4 separate regions of the Mus musculus genome follow, and regions 1, 3 and 4 are each linked to region 2. Evidence: chromatin contacts called from public Hi-C and HiChIP or PLAC-seq data. All regions are on one chromosome and are shown on one strand. Each heading gives the region's core, a stretch centred on a gene start, on an enhancer-like site or on the middle of the called end of the contact. The rest is flanking DNA. Distances are from core to core; before and after follow the strand shown. Region 1 overlaps Cblb (Casitas B-lineage lymphoma b). Region 2 has its middle 300 kb from the start of Gm29686. Region 3 has its middle 270 kb from the start of Gm32431. Region 4 overlaps Cblb (Casitas B-lineage lymphoma b).

Evidence for each region. A called contact is a pair of places that touch in the nucleus more often than the background predicts. HiChIP or PLAC-seq counts read pairs in DNA pulled down with a chosen protein or histone mark.
Region 1: a BATF HiChIP or PLAC-seq map of CD8 T cells shows a contact between it and region 2, with 6 read pairs. The contact joins two enhancer-like sites. A contact is called at or near these places in 4 of 484 Hi-C or Micro-C datasets (CD8 T cells and bone marrow-derived macrophages) and 5 of 115 datasets of contacts at active chromatin or transcription factors (CD8 T cells, effector CD8 T cells, regulatory T cells and 1 more).
Region 3: a contact with region 2 is called in a Hi-C map of Th2 cells, with 3 times the contacts expected there. The contact joins two enhancer-like sites. A contact is called at or near these places in 1 of 15 datasets of contacts at CTCF or cohesin (CD8 T cells), 5 of 484 Hi-C or Micro-C datasets (CD8 T cells, Th2 cells, embryonic stem cells and 1 more) and 1 of 115 datasets of contacts at active chromatin or transcription factors (memory CD8 T cells).
Region 4: an H3K27ac HiChIP or PLAC-seq map of regulatory T cells shows a contact between it and region 2, with 4 times the contacts expected there. The contact joins two enhancer-like sites. A contact is called at or near these places in 1 of 15 datasets of contacts at CTCF or cohesin (CD8 T cells), 3 of 484 Hi-C or Micro-C datasets (CD4 T cells, CD8 T cells and regulatory T cells) and 7 of 115 datasets of contacts at active chromatin or transcription factors (CD8 T cells, Th17 cells, effector CD8 T cells and 3 more).

The regions. Positions count from the first base shown.
Region 1 is chr16:52,128,265-52,130,964 of GRCm38.p6, reverse strand. All of the region lies in intron 4 of Cblb (Casitas B-lineage lymphoma b), which reads right to left. Among named protein-coding and RNA genes, the nearest start is that of Gm23513, 24 kb to the right of the region's middle. Within about 2 kb of position 1,429, at least 46 of the 459 cell types and tissues checked have an H3K27ac peak or open chromatin away from gene starts, as enhancers often do. A contact at or near this core is called in CD8 T cells, effector CD8 T cells, regulatory T cells and 1 more, where this site is marked.
Region 2 is chr16:51,689,488-51,692,187 of GRCm38.p6, reverse strand. No RefSeq gene overlaps it. Among named protein-coding and RNA genes, the nearest start is that of Gm29686, 300 kb to the left of the region's middle. Within about 2 kb of position 1,252, at least 31 of the 459 cell types and tissues checked have an H3K27ac peak or open chromatin away from gene starts, as enhancers often do. A contact at or near this core is called in CD8 T cells, Th17 cells, Th2 cells and 4 more, where this site is marked.
Region 3 is chr16:51,315,626-51,318,325 of GRCm38.p6, reverse strand. No RefSeq gene overlaps it. Among named protein-coding and RNA genes, the nearest start is that of Gm32431, 270 kb to the right of the region's middle. Within about 2 kb of position 1,440, at least 8 of the 459 cell types and tissues checked have an H3K27ac peak or open chromatin away from gene starts, as enhancers often do. A contact at or near this core is called in CD8 T cells and Th2 cells, where this site is marked.
Region 4 is chr16:52,059,987-52,062,686 of GRCm38.p6, reverse strand. All of the region lies in intron 3 of Cblb (Casitas B-lineage lymphoma b), which reads right to left. Among named protein-coding and RNA genes, the nearest start is that of Cblb, 30 kb to the right of the region's middle. Within about 2 kb of position 1,271, at least 228 of the 459 cell types and tissues checked have an H3K27ac peak or open chromatin away from gene starts, as enhancers often do. A contact at or near this core is called in CD8 T cells, Th17 cells, effector CD8 T cells and 3 more, where this site is marked.

The sequences.
Region 1 (2,700 bases), core at 180-2,679, 440 kb before region 2:
TTGGAATAGTTGAAAATATGGTTCATGATTCAGGCTCCACGGAATATGGTCACTTGATTATTCTGTGTTTGCTAGGAATCCTAGTTCATGGATATCCAGGTCATGGATATCTAAATGCATATCAAACAGAGGGCACTAGGGTCCAAGTGTTAGCCACCCTGAACTCTTTATTTGCATGCTGAAGATAGACTAATCATCAATTATCAACCGCCTCCCACCTCCCAGATGCTTTTTGTAGGGGTGAAAACACATGTTCTTTTATGTTTCTTATGAATGCAACTAGAAAGTGTCTTTCATAAGTGTAACCATCTTATAGGATTTGGTTTATTCTCTTCCTACCAATCAATATATCTTATTATATATCATACTGCAACAGTTTCAATAAGCCATGCACTGACATGCTTCAGAATTTTTGAGGACTAGTGAACAGATTTGGGGGAACATCTGTCTCTCCCTTTTAGAACTCAGCCATTCCCAGCCCTTGACCACCCTCCTTCCCAATATGAAAATCTGTAACACCCATCATTTGTTTCTTAGCAACCTTTCCTCCTTTCATCATGCCAAGTTCCTACTCATGAATAGATGGAAGGAAGAAACTATTCATACTTTAAACATTTATATTTCAGTCTTCAAAACAGGACACAAGAGCTATATGCATGTGTGAGAAAGATAGTACATGTTTCAATCTTGAGTTTTTCTTTACCATTGTCTCTGGAGAAACTGAGCAGAAATGAGCGAAAATTTCCTTGGCCTCTCTCAATCCCCATTTTCTCACTAAAGATCACATACAGTTATAACTTGAATATTCTGAATTACTATCATTATCTACAGTAGTAAATTGTTAGCACAGACTATGTCATTTAAAGGGCTTATTGTCACAGAGAATTTGGAACCTAAATTAATCTGTGGGCCTGGGGAGGGGCCAGAGAATGAGCAATTTAAATGAGTTTTTAAATGAGTGTTGATTCTGCTGGTCTCTCAGAGCCACTGATGGGCCATACCTATCACCTGGCAATGACACTAGAGGCACTTAACTATGGAAAGGCCTAACACCACCTCTGGCTTTGAGGGACATACAGAGATATCCCTCGATGATCCAAATGGGGAAAATAGAAAACTGTGCTGATGGACTGCCCAACACAAACCCAAGTGATTACAGAGTGGTGTAGGAAGTAGCCTGAAAACAAAATAGCAAGACAGGCCTGCACGAAAGCTTAGGTGTGAAGCACCATTAAAGAAGAAAGTTAAGATACTTAATACCTCAAAAGTCTTTAATCTATGTATGAAAAAAACAGGAAACCACAGAGAACTGAAGAGAGGCACCACATCAGAGGCCATTTAGGAGAAACACACGTCACACTCTGATTAAGGTTTACAAAAGGTAATGTCATAAAAGCACAAGGAAAGTATTTAGCAATCTTAGGCAGTTATTGATTAATAGACACGTGTAGATATGTAGTTAGGTCAGCTGCATTGCATGACCATGAAAGCGTTGCCTAAGAGGAAAATATTCCTTTCCCAAATTAAAGTTTCCAATACTTAGCAGACACAGAAAACTAAAGTCCTAACTTGCAGAAGGGAAAATGGTGATCAAAGAACTACTAATTTCAGAATGACATAGACACAACTTTTTTCTAGAAAAGCACAATATTATTTTATTTAAAAAGCATAAACTGTAAAGAAACTGGCCAAGTGGAAAAGTTCACTCTTTTGTGTGTGTAAAGTATAAAGTCAAAACAAAATGGTTGTAATAAGCATCTTGATGTTACCCTAAAATCATCATATCCAATATTTAACATTCATGCAGATTATAACCTACTTTGAATATCTCTGACTTTCCAGACGAAAATATATATTTCAGCTACTTCTAAAATTTTCCTCTGCCATACAACTGCAGAGCAATAATTTCCAACATAAAAAGACACATTTCCACACTAGCTGTGTAATGAGATTTGATCATAGTTCATTTGTGATAAACCCTAAGCCCCAAGTACATATTCATTAGAGCCTTAATTAAAGCTGGAAAAGAAGGCTGAGAAACCAGAGCATTATTTGGCTGGTTTATTACACCGGATCATTACTGTATCGTCCCTCCACTTTTGTGGACTCAGCAGATTCCCAGTGTAGGGGGTGGTAGGCCTGGGGGCAGACTAGCTTCATGAGGAAAGAACAGAAGAAAAATGCAAAGATCTCTTTAAAAGAAAGAAAAAAATACAGAGTTTTCGAACTCTTGCACCTTGGGTCTACTTTACAAAGTTGATTATCAATTGTCATAAGATGATGCCAGAGGAGAATATGTTGATGGCGAAATGTTTCACAGGTATCTGTGAACTTGTTTGTCTTGGCAGTGATCAAAGGCAAAGAGGGAGAAGAGAAGCAGAGACAGAGAGAAGCACAAAGTGGCCAACTTGAGCTTTGGTATCTCACAATCCCAGAAAATTTACTTTCTTTCATTTGCCTCCTGTCACTATAAATCACATTAGCTGCAGGCAGAAAACCATCAAAGTACACTCAGAAAGTATTTCATTTTTATAACATATATTTAATTTCTGTGCATATGCACACAAGTGTGTGCATCTGGAGAGTGGGGAGGCATCTGAGGACAAATTGTCATAGTTGATTTTCTCCTTCCATAATGTTGTTCATGGGGATTAAGCTTGTCTGCAGGGTCATCTTACTTGACCAAACACAATGTTCAAT
Region 2 (2,700 bases), core at 3-2,502:
TCCTTTAGTTATATTTACATGAGACAAGGATCTTGATCCTTTGAGACTGCTGTTTGTTTCTGACTGAAGTGCTCTTTGTGAAACTATAGTGCTACCCTAGTGAGTTGATAGGATGTCTGGGATTTTATTTAAAACTCTTGAAATTTAGCAAGTGTGAACCTACTGAATTAATAAATGTTGGTGAAAATTCCAGATGTTGGATTAATTAACGATAAAGTCATTTTATCATAATCCAGAATTCATTGAATATTTTGTTCAATGTTGTGCCATTTAGGTTAATATCAGTGGTATCAAGTTTAATAATACCATACTATCAGGCCCATGAATTTATATATGGGTGTAAATTCTGCCTTAAATAATACTTTTTGCTTTTAAAGGACTATGACTAAGAGAACTGTTAAAAAGGAAAAGAAAAAGAAGAGAAAAAGAAGAGAAAAAGAAAAGAAAAAGAAAAGAAAATTTAGAACTGCTTAAGGACTGCTTTTAAAACACTTTGTATATGTTTTTGTCTTTGTAGATGGTTAACCTCAGAGGCTAACCTTAGCAAACATAATTGTGTGCATTGTACTCTGTTTTCATTCTTTTATTCAGCTCTTTTCATGAGTAAAGTAGGGCTTGCTAGAAATCTGTTCTGGAGACCAATATCCATGTTTCTGCTGAATCAGTTTACTTAGAGGCATATTTTATTAAGGCACTTTTTTTTTCTTTTTGGCTATTGGAGAACAGAAGGCAGAAATCTGAGCAAAAGAAAACAAGAGAATATTTTATTTTACCTATCTCACTAGAACAGATGTTAATCCCAAAGTTTCTAGGAGGAATACCACAGATCCAAATCATCATGCTCCAATTAATTAAATCAAGGAAGTAAGTAATTAGAGCAGGCTTTTTAAACTCTCAAGATCTACCTCCCCCTAAGGTAAGGTTTAAGAAATCAGCATTGGATGTGAGATGACAAGGTTGCATAGCTCAGAGGTAGGGGGTTTCCAAATAGGCAAAATAGACAGGGATACCGGAGCAGAACATAAACGTAACAAGTTAGTCATAATGATCTCCTGAAACACAGACATGATAGCAAGATGGTCCTAACAAGATAGTCATCACAATCTTTTGAAACAAAGGTATGCTTTCAAGATGGTTTTGAAACAAAATGTGGTTGCGGTTTCCTGAAACAGGCAGTACAGAACCATTTGTAGCTGAGGTTACAGGTGGGACATAGCCCAGTTCTTGAGAAACAGAGACTTAGTCATAAATAAGAATGAGCCTAGTTTGTCTTTACAATATGATGGTTGTAGGAGTTTGAATAGGTATGCCCCTCCCATACACTCATGTGTTTAAATGTTTGGCCTGCGGGGAGTGGCACTATTAGATGGTGTGGCCTTGTTGAAATAGGTGTAACTTTGTTGGAGGAAATGTTGTACTGTGGAGGTAGGCTTTGAGGTGTCATATACACGCAAGTTACACCCTGTGTAGAAGACACTATCTTCTCCTTGTTGCCTGTGAATCAAAATGTAGAACTCTCAGTTTCTTCTCTAACACTGAGTTTGTCTGCATTCTGCCATGCTTCCCACCATGCTGATAAGGGACTAAACCTCTGAAAATGTAAGCCAGCCCCCTCAAAATGTTTTTAAAATGTGTAGAAGAGTTGTCTTGGTCATGGTGTCTCTTCACAGCAATAAAACCCTAAGACAGAAGTTGATACCAGGAACTGGGGTATTGCTGTGATAGGCCTAATAATGCTTTGGTTTAGAGGAATTTTGGGACTTTGGATTAGGAACATAGTGGAATACTTTAAATGGGGTTTATTGGGCCATACTAGTAGAAACATGGAAGACAGTGGTATTGATGATAATTTAAACTATGTGAACCTGGTTTAAGAATTTTCAATTGAGAAGAATTTTAGTTTGTTGCCTAGAGATTATTCTTATAATATTTTGGTGAAAAATGTGGCTGCTTTTTTGCTCTTGTCTTAAGAGTTTGCCTGAGGCTAAGGTGAAGAGTTTTGTTTTTTTTTTTTTGTTGTTTTTTTATTAATTGCATTAGCAAAAGAAATCTCAAAACAGCCTAGCATAGACTATGGTTCACTTTTATGAAGATAAATTTGATGAAATGTAACAAGAAAGGAAAAGTACAAAATGTATTGTACAAGTGCTAACGGGGAACCAGGAATGTAGCTAAATCCTGAGTTCAAAGAGATAAACAGATTAAAAATATTAAATGGAATTAAGGGAGTGATGCCTCAGGACAAGATCCCATTTGCTAAGGTTCCATCTTATGAAAAAATAAATAAAGAAAAGCTTCAATCCATGTTGTATACCTCTTTAATTTCAACACACAGGAGACAGAGGTATGCAGATGTCTGAGGTTCAAGGTCTTCCTGGTCTACAGAACAAGTTCTAGAGCAGACAAGCTTAGTTAGTGAAGGAAATCATTAAAAAACAGAAAGCTTGAGCCCGGTGTGGTGGCGCAAGCCTTTTATCCCAGCACTTGGGAGGCAGAGGCAGGTGGGTTTCTGAGTTTGAGGCCAGCCTGGTCTACAAAGTGAGTTCCAGAACAGCCAGGACTACACAGAGAAACCCTGTCTTGAAAAAAAAAAGTTTAAAAAAAACAGAAAGCTTGTGATGATGTAATTGAACAAATGGGTGATGTTCTATTCCTAGCAAGCAGCAGAATTTGGCAGCTTCAGTCATGTGGGTCTAACTT
Region 3 (2,700 bases), core at 191-2,690, 370 kb after region 2:
TAAGATTCTCTCTTTGATCTCTTGTATTCTGTTGGTGATGCTTACATCTATGACTCCTGGTCTCTTTCCTAGGTTTTCTATCTCCAGGATTGTCTCCCTTTGTGATTTCTTTATTTTTTTTTCTATTTCCATTTTTAGATCCTAGATTGTTTTGTTTAGTTTCTTCACCTGTTTGGTTGTGTTTTCCTGTAATTCCTTCGAGGGATTTTTGTGCTTCCTCTTTAAGGGCATCTACGTGTTTACCTGCGTTCTCCTGCATTTCTTTAAGGAAGTTATTTATGTACTTCCCAAAGTCTTCTATTAGCATTATGATATGTGATTTTTTAATTAAAATCTTGCTTTTCCAGTGTGTTGTGTTATCCAGGACTGGCTGTGGTGGGAGAACTGGTTCTGATGATGCCAAGTAGCCTTGTTTTCTGTTGGTAAGGTTCTTGCTCTTGCCTTTCACCATTTGGTTATCTCTGGTGTTAGTTGGTCTTGCTGTCTCTGACTGTAGCTTGTCCTTCCTGTGGGCCTTTAAGCCTGTGTCAGCACTCCTGGCAAGACCAACTCTCTCCTGGACAGTGTTTGGGTATCGAGGGCTGTGGAATAACCTTAGCTCCTGCGTGCAGATGGAGTATGGAAGGATCGTGTCTCAGCTGTTCCACTGTTCCTGTGCCCTGTGCACTGCTGGCTCATCCCACTTTGGACAATTATTGGAGAGAAAGCAGAGATCTCACGTCTGATCACAGGAGTGCTCTCACTCCTGGGAGACCAGCTCTCTCCTGGAGGGCCTGTGTACAGAGGGTTGTGGAATTGCCTTAGCTCCCAGGTGCAGATGGAGACAGGAAAGCAGTAAATACTTAATAACTCAAAATTTTAATACTATTTGATTCTATCAAGCCATTCTTCAGTTATTAATTTGTTTGCAAGTAGATATAGGTACAGTTACAGATATAGATAGATATAGATAACCAGCTTTATTATATATACATATGTATAGCTTTAACATATAAATCTTTATATGTGTGTGTGTGTGTGTGTATATATATATATATATATATATATATATATATATATATACATACATTTCTAAATTTCTATTATGTAAGCTGCTACATCCTTCTTTCCAGGTTAGGAGATGTGTACAAACAGTTATAAACATTCCTGTCATTGAACAGCCACTATCTCCTGAAGCTGACAGGAAAAGGCCTGAAGTCAGCAAGTAATCTAGTCATCTGGGTAGGAGTAGAAACCAGATAGCAAAAGGAATGACTTCAGGTCAAAGGAGGCTTATTGGGCTTAGGAGAAACTAATTTAGAAGAGAGCAAGAAGGTGGCATGGGATTCAGGAGGAGACAAACCTGGAGGCAGCGCTGCCGTGAGTAGTTATTATCTCCCACAAGCACTCAGCCTAGCACGGCTGTGTGTCTGCTAAATATGGCTGTGTGTCTGTCTAATCTGCAGCTCGCCTTTGCTTTACTAGTGACAGCTGAGAGCATGTGGTACAGATCAGGCAGGTTTGCAAGGCTACTGTGACTCATTTTCTTTAAGGGGTCACAAAAGCAAAAAGTACAACTGACCTTGTCCACTATTAGGCAGTGTTCCCTGAAGTACAGGAGACAGTCATCACTCTTGGCTCCATGAAGATAGAATCAACAGCTTCATTTGGGTGGCAGGAAAACCTGATTGAAGATTAAATGAGTAAAAGAAAAAAATTTTAAGTAGTCTTCCTTCCTTTAAACTAATGCTAAGCTTTAGGGAAGTGTGAAACACATTTTTAAAAACAACCGATGATGAAAAAAACATACACGCAAAGTAGATTGTACTATGACCTCTGGTTAGTGTTGCTTCAGCTATCTTAGTCACACCTCATGGAATTACTGTCAGTGCTTTTAATTGGTAGCTTCTTTGGTTTCAAGCCTTCACAGCAAACATTGGAGCTTCTTTCCATTTCCTTCTGTGGGTTCTGCCTTTGCTGTTAATTTCGCCCTCCTCTGTCAAAGCTTCAGAGCACACATTATACACATAATTAGGGCTTCTTCTCTAATATTTTGAACTTTGCTGATGAAGGTCTTGGGTATTTGTTCTGCCCTTGTGTTATAACTTCTTTTTATCCCACCTCGTTAAATCTAAATGAATAGAGCCCGATTAGTTTCTTCTAGTAGCCTACATACACGTGTTTTTGATCATTAAAAACCCTGTCCTTCTACAGAAGCTCCCGCCCCCCCCCCAAAAAAAAGAAAGAAAGAAAGAAAGAAAAATAAAATAAGAGTCAACAGGAAAAACTGTACATACAAATGTGGTGTTTAATCACCTATCTCTTCTTTAACAAATTTCAGCCCGAATCTGCTGTAACACAGTAATAACTTTGAACTCAGTACAACTTCAGGATGGGAATAGTATTAACCTAAAAAGGTAGACAATAGACACTTCTCTCCTTCTGGGTGCTACAGAGACTATATTTTAACCATTCTCTGCTTAAACGCAATCTTTTGAACATTTGGTTGTTACTCCATCCTGCCCATTCAAAGGTAAAAAGTTGCTGGCAACACTGAATTTTTAATAAAAGTCTAAGAGTAGCGTTGAATAAATCACGAGTGCCCCCTAGTGTATGGAAAAAGCAACATCTAAGTACCGTTGGAGTTTGCTGATTCTGTTGCTAGAATCATTTGTTATAAAGAAATGTGATTTTCTCCAATATATCTGGGGAACCAGAGAG
Region 4 (2,700 bases), core at 22-2,521, 370 kb before region 2:
CTTAGGAGTGCTTCTCTACGTCCTTAAATGTCTCCTGTGGTACACTTCTCTACCTGAGTCCAATCCATGCCCCGACAGGAGTGTTAACATTAGATCCAAAGTATTTCCTCACAAGCAGTCTTTCCTGACCCCCAGCTGGGTTCCAAGATCTTATCTGTGAAACCTTCTGACTTGAACACCCCTCAACAAAGTAGGACATCAAAGGTGTAAGACGGAGTTCAACGTCTAAACTATCAGCTAGGATGCTCCCACAAACACAAAATAAAGCTTAAATCCTAGGCACTGACTATTCAGAAGAGGCCTCACAGTTAGCTGTCAGGACTGGAGCAGCGAGCGTGAACTGGATCCACACCACACTAAGGAATGACAAGAGAGGGGTGTGGTGAACACAGCTTAGCCTTTGGCAAATGGATAATACTCGGAGGCACACAGAGACTCAGGGCAAATGCTTGAAATCTTTACAATCCATGAGTTCCAGCTCAGGTAGAGAAGCCGCTGGGTGATCTATGAAAATGCCGTGCATCCCCACTTCTGCCCAAGCTCCAGTGACCCGCAGTGAATTGGGAACTTTCTAAAATAACCCCTCGTTAAAGGTCATGGCTTGAGAGGCGGGACAGCAAACACAGTCTCACCCCTCACCCCATGAACTCGCCATCGCTGAAATACTAGATAAAAATGCTAGGTATTCAGGCCTTCTGGCTATTTTAATCCCCCATAAGAGACAGGCTGCAGTAAACGCGTATGCACTTGCTGTTAGGATGAAGCCATACACACAGCAGAGGTGGCAGCCAGACACTTTACATGGCGGGCAGTCATCGGAGCCAGCAGACATCTGTACTGACTCAAATCCAATGAGAATCTTGGTGGCCTAAGATCAATAGCATTTGCCTTTGTGTTTCACCTCCAAAGCTCCTGCTACTTCCTAAGGTTGGTGGTCTTGGCTGGGAAAGATGACAGTTTGCCTAAAACTGGGGGAGCGTCAGTGTTCTAAGGAAATGGGAAGAATGTTAGGAGAGGCTACCTGGGACACTTTCTCTTGAAGAATGGCGTCCCTGTCAAGCCCAGGGTCCCTGCCTCTGTCAAGTACAACAACCGTTGATGTCCCCATACGAATTAATGTAGGAGAGTCATCTGGGTCTGAAAGTACCGCTTTCAAAATGAAATGTTGATTTGGGAGTGTTTCCAACCTTGTTGGAATACACAAGATCCCCAACTCTAGAAGAGCAACGGGAACTTGAAAAGGGCAGTTCAGGTAGGTTCTCAAACCAGTCTGGGGAAATACCACAAACACGTCACCGAGACAATAATGAAACAAGAGAGCCAGCCTCTGACCTCCAGGGTTACAAGATGAGAAAAACAGTTTGGCATTTATTTTAAGGGCAAGTTTCAAAACCCAACACTGGCCTGAGAAACAGGAACCAATGCTGAGGCTTTCTTTACATAGAGGGACAGCAGCCAAACATAATGGTAACTTTGAGATAACTGACATCCTACACTGCATAACTGACAAAAACACACCAAGCCACCCCCTCCCTGGCATTATGAGTCAAAACAAACTGCTGACAAACGCAGACAGCTATGTGAGGGGGTGCAACAATAACAGAGAACACACAGGCCTCTGTTTGTCTTTCAAGTGTTACAAGTCAGCTTGTGATGGGAGAACACAGCAGCTATTTCTTTAAAAGGCTGTTTACACATTGAAAACGTCTCAGATGTTCCTCAAAGCCACTTTGCTTATACAGAAGAAAAGGAGGGGGTAGGCATAGTTAGCAAGAATGCCAGAGCCAAGCCTCCAAGAATGCCTTTTAAAAGGAATAAAGGGGAAAGAGACACTAAGAAGGTACAAGAGAACTTTCCCGAACATCTAACGGAATTCTCACATCATATCCTACACATCAAGAAATTCTATCAACAGCAATGCAGGATAGTTTCCAGAACACGATGCCTGCTACTCTAAGGGGGATCTGGAGCAGGGAAGACCAACCATGTTCTGTCAAGGCGAACCACGAGTTATGATCAAGGACCTTTGTCAATAATGCAGACCAAACAAAACCACGTTATTCATGTCGAAAGCGCACATTTGGAGGATTCCCCAGTTGTTGTAAGCTGGTATATTTAGGGTCATGAGCGCAGCACAGAACAGAAACAAAAAGTCTTTAAGGAAATGTTAATATAAGAATTTAAAGGAAGTGAAAACAGCTCGCAGGGGTTCAGAGAGCCAGCCACTGAGTGGGAGAGCTGTGAATGCTCACTGCGCATGCGCACGGGGCATGCAGGAGCAGGCAGAGGCGCTGTGTGTAACCACCTCTAACTTTTCCACAAACGTTACTTCACTAAAGATAGACACACAGTTAAGACAGCGCCCTGAATTGTGACTACTCTGCAATAAACAGCAGTGATATTAATCTATTTACCCACGTGCCTTTCTTTTAAAATAACTGGCCCCGGAACTGGCCCCGGCTGCCAAATCTCAGGAAGGTGGCATTGTTTATCCACAAGTTCTAAATGACCGACTTTAGACTTTTTGCTAGTTTCCAATGTGAAATTTTACCTTTTACCTCTTTCCAAGCAATAGAAGCTCTTTATCTAGATTAAATCAAGATTTTCAAATAATAATATGGAAATTGGGAGAAATAGCAACTATTATATGTATCTGCCAAGTCTGAACACTGTTTTGAATACTATGTGGAAATACACAGA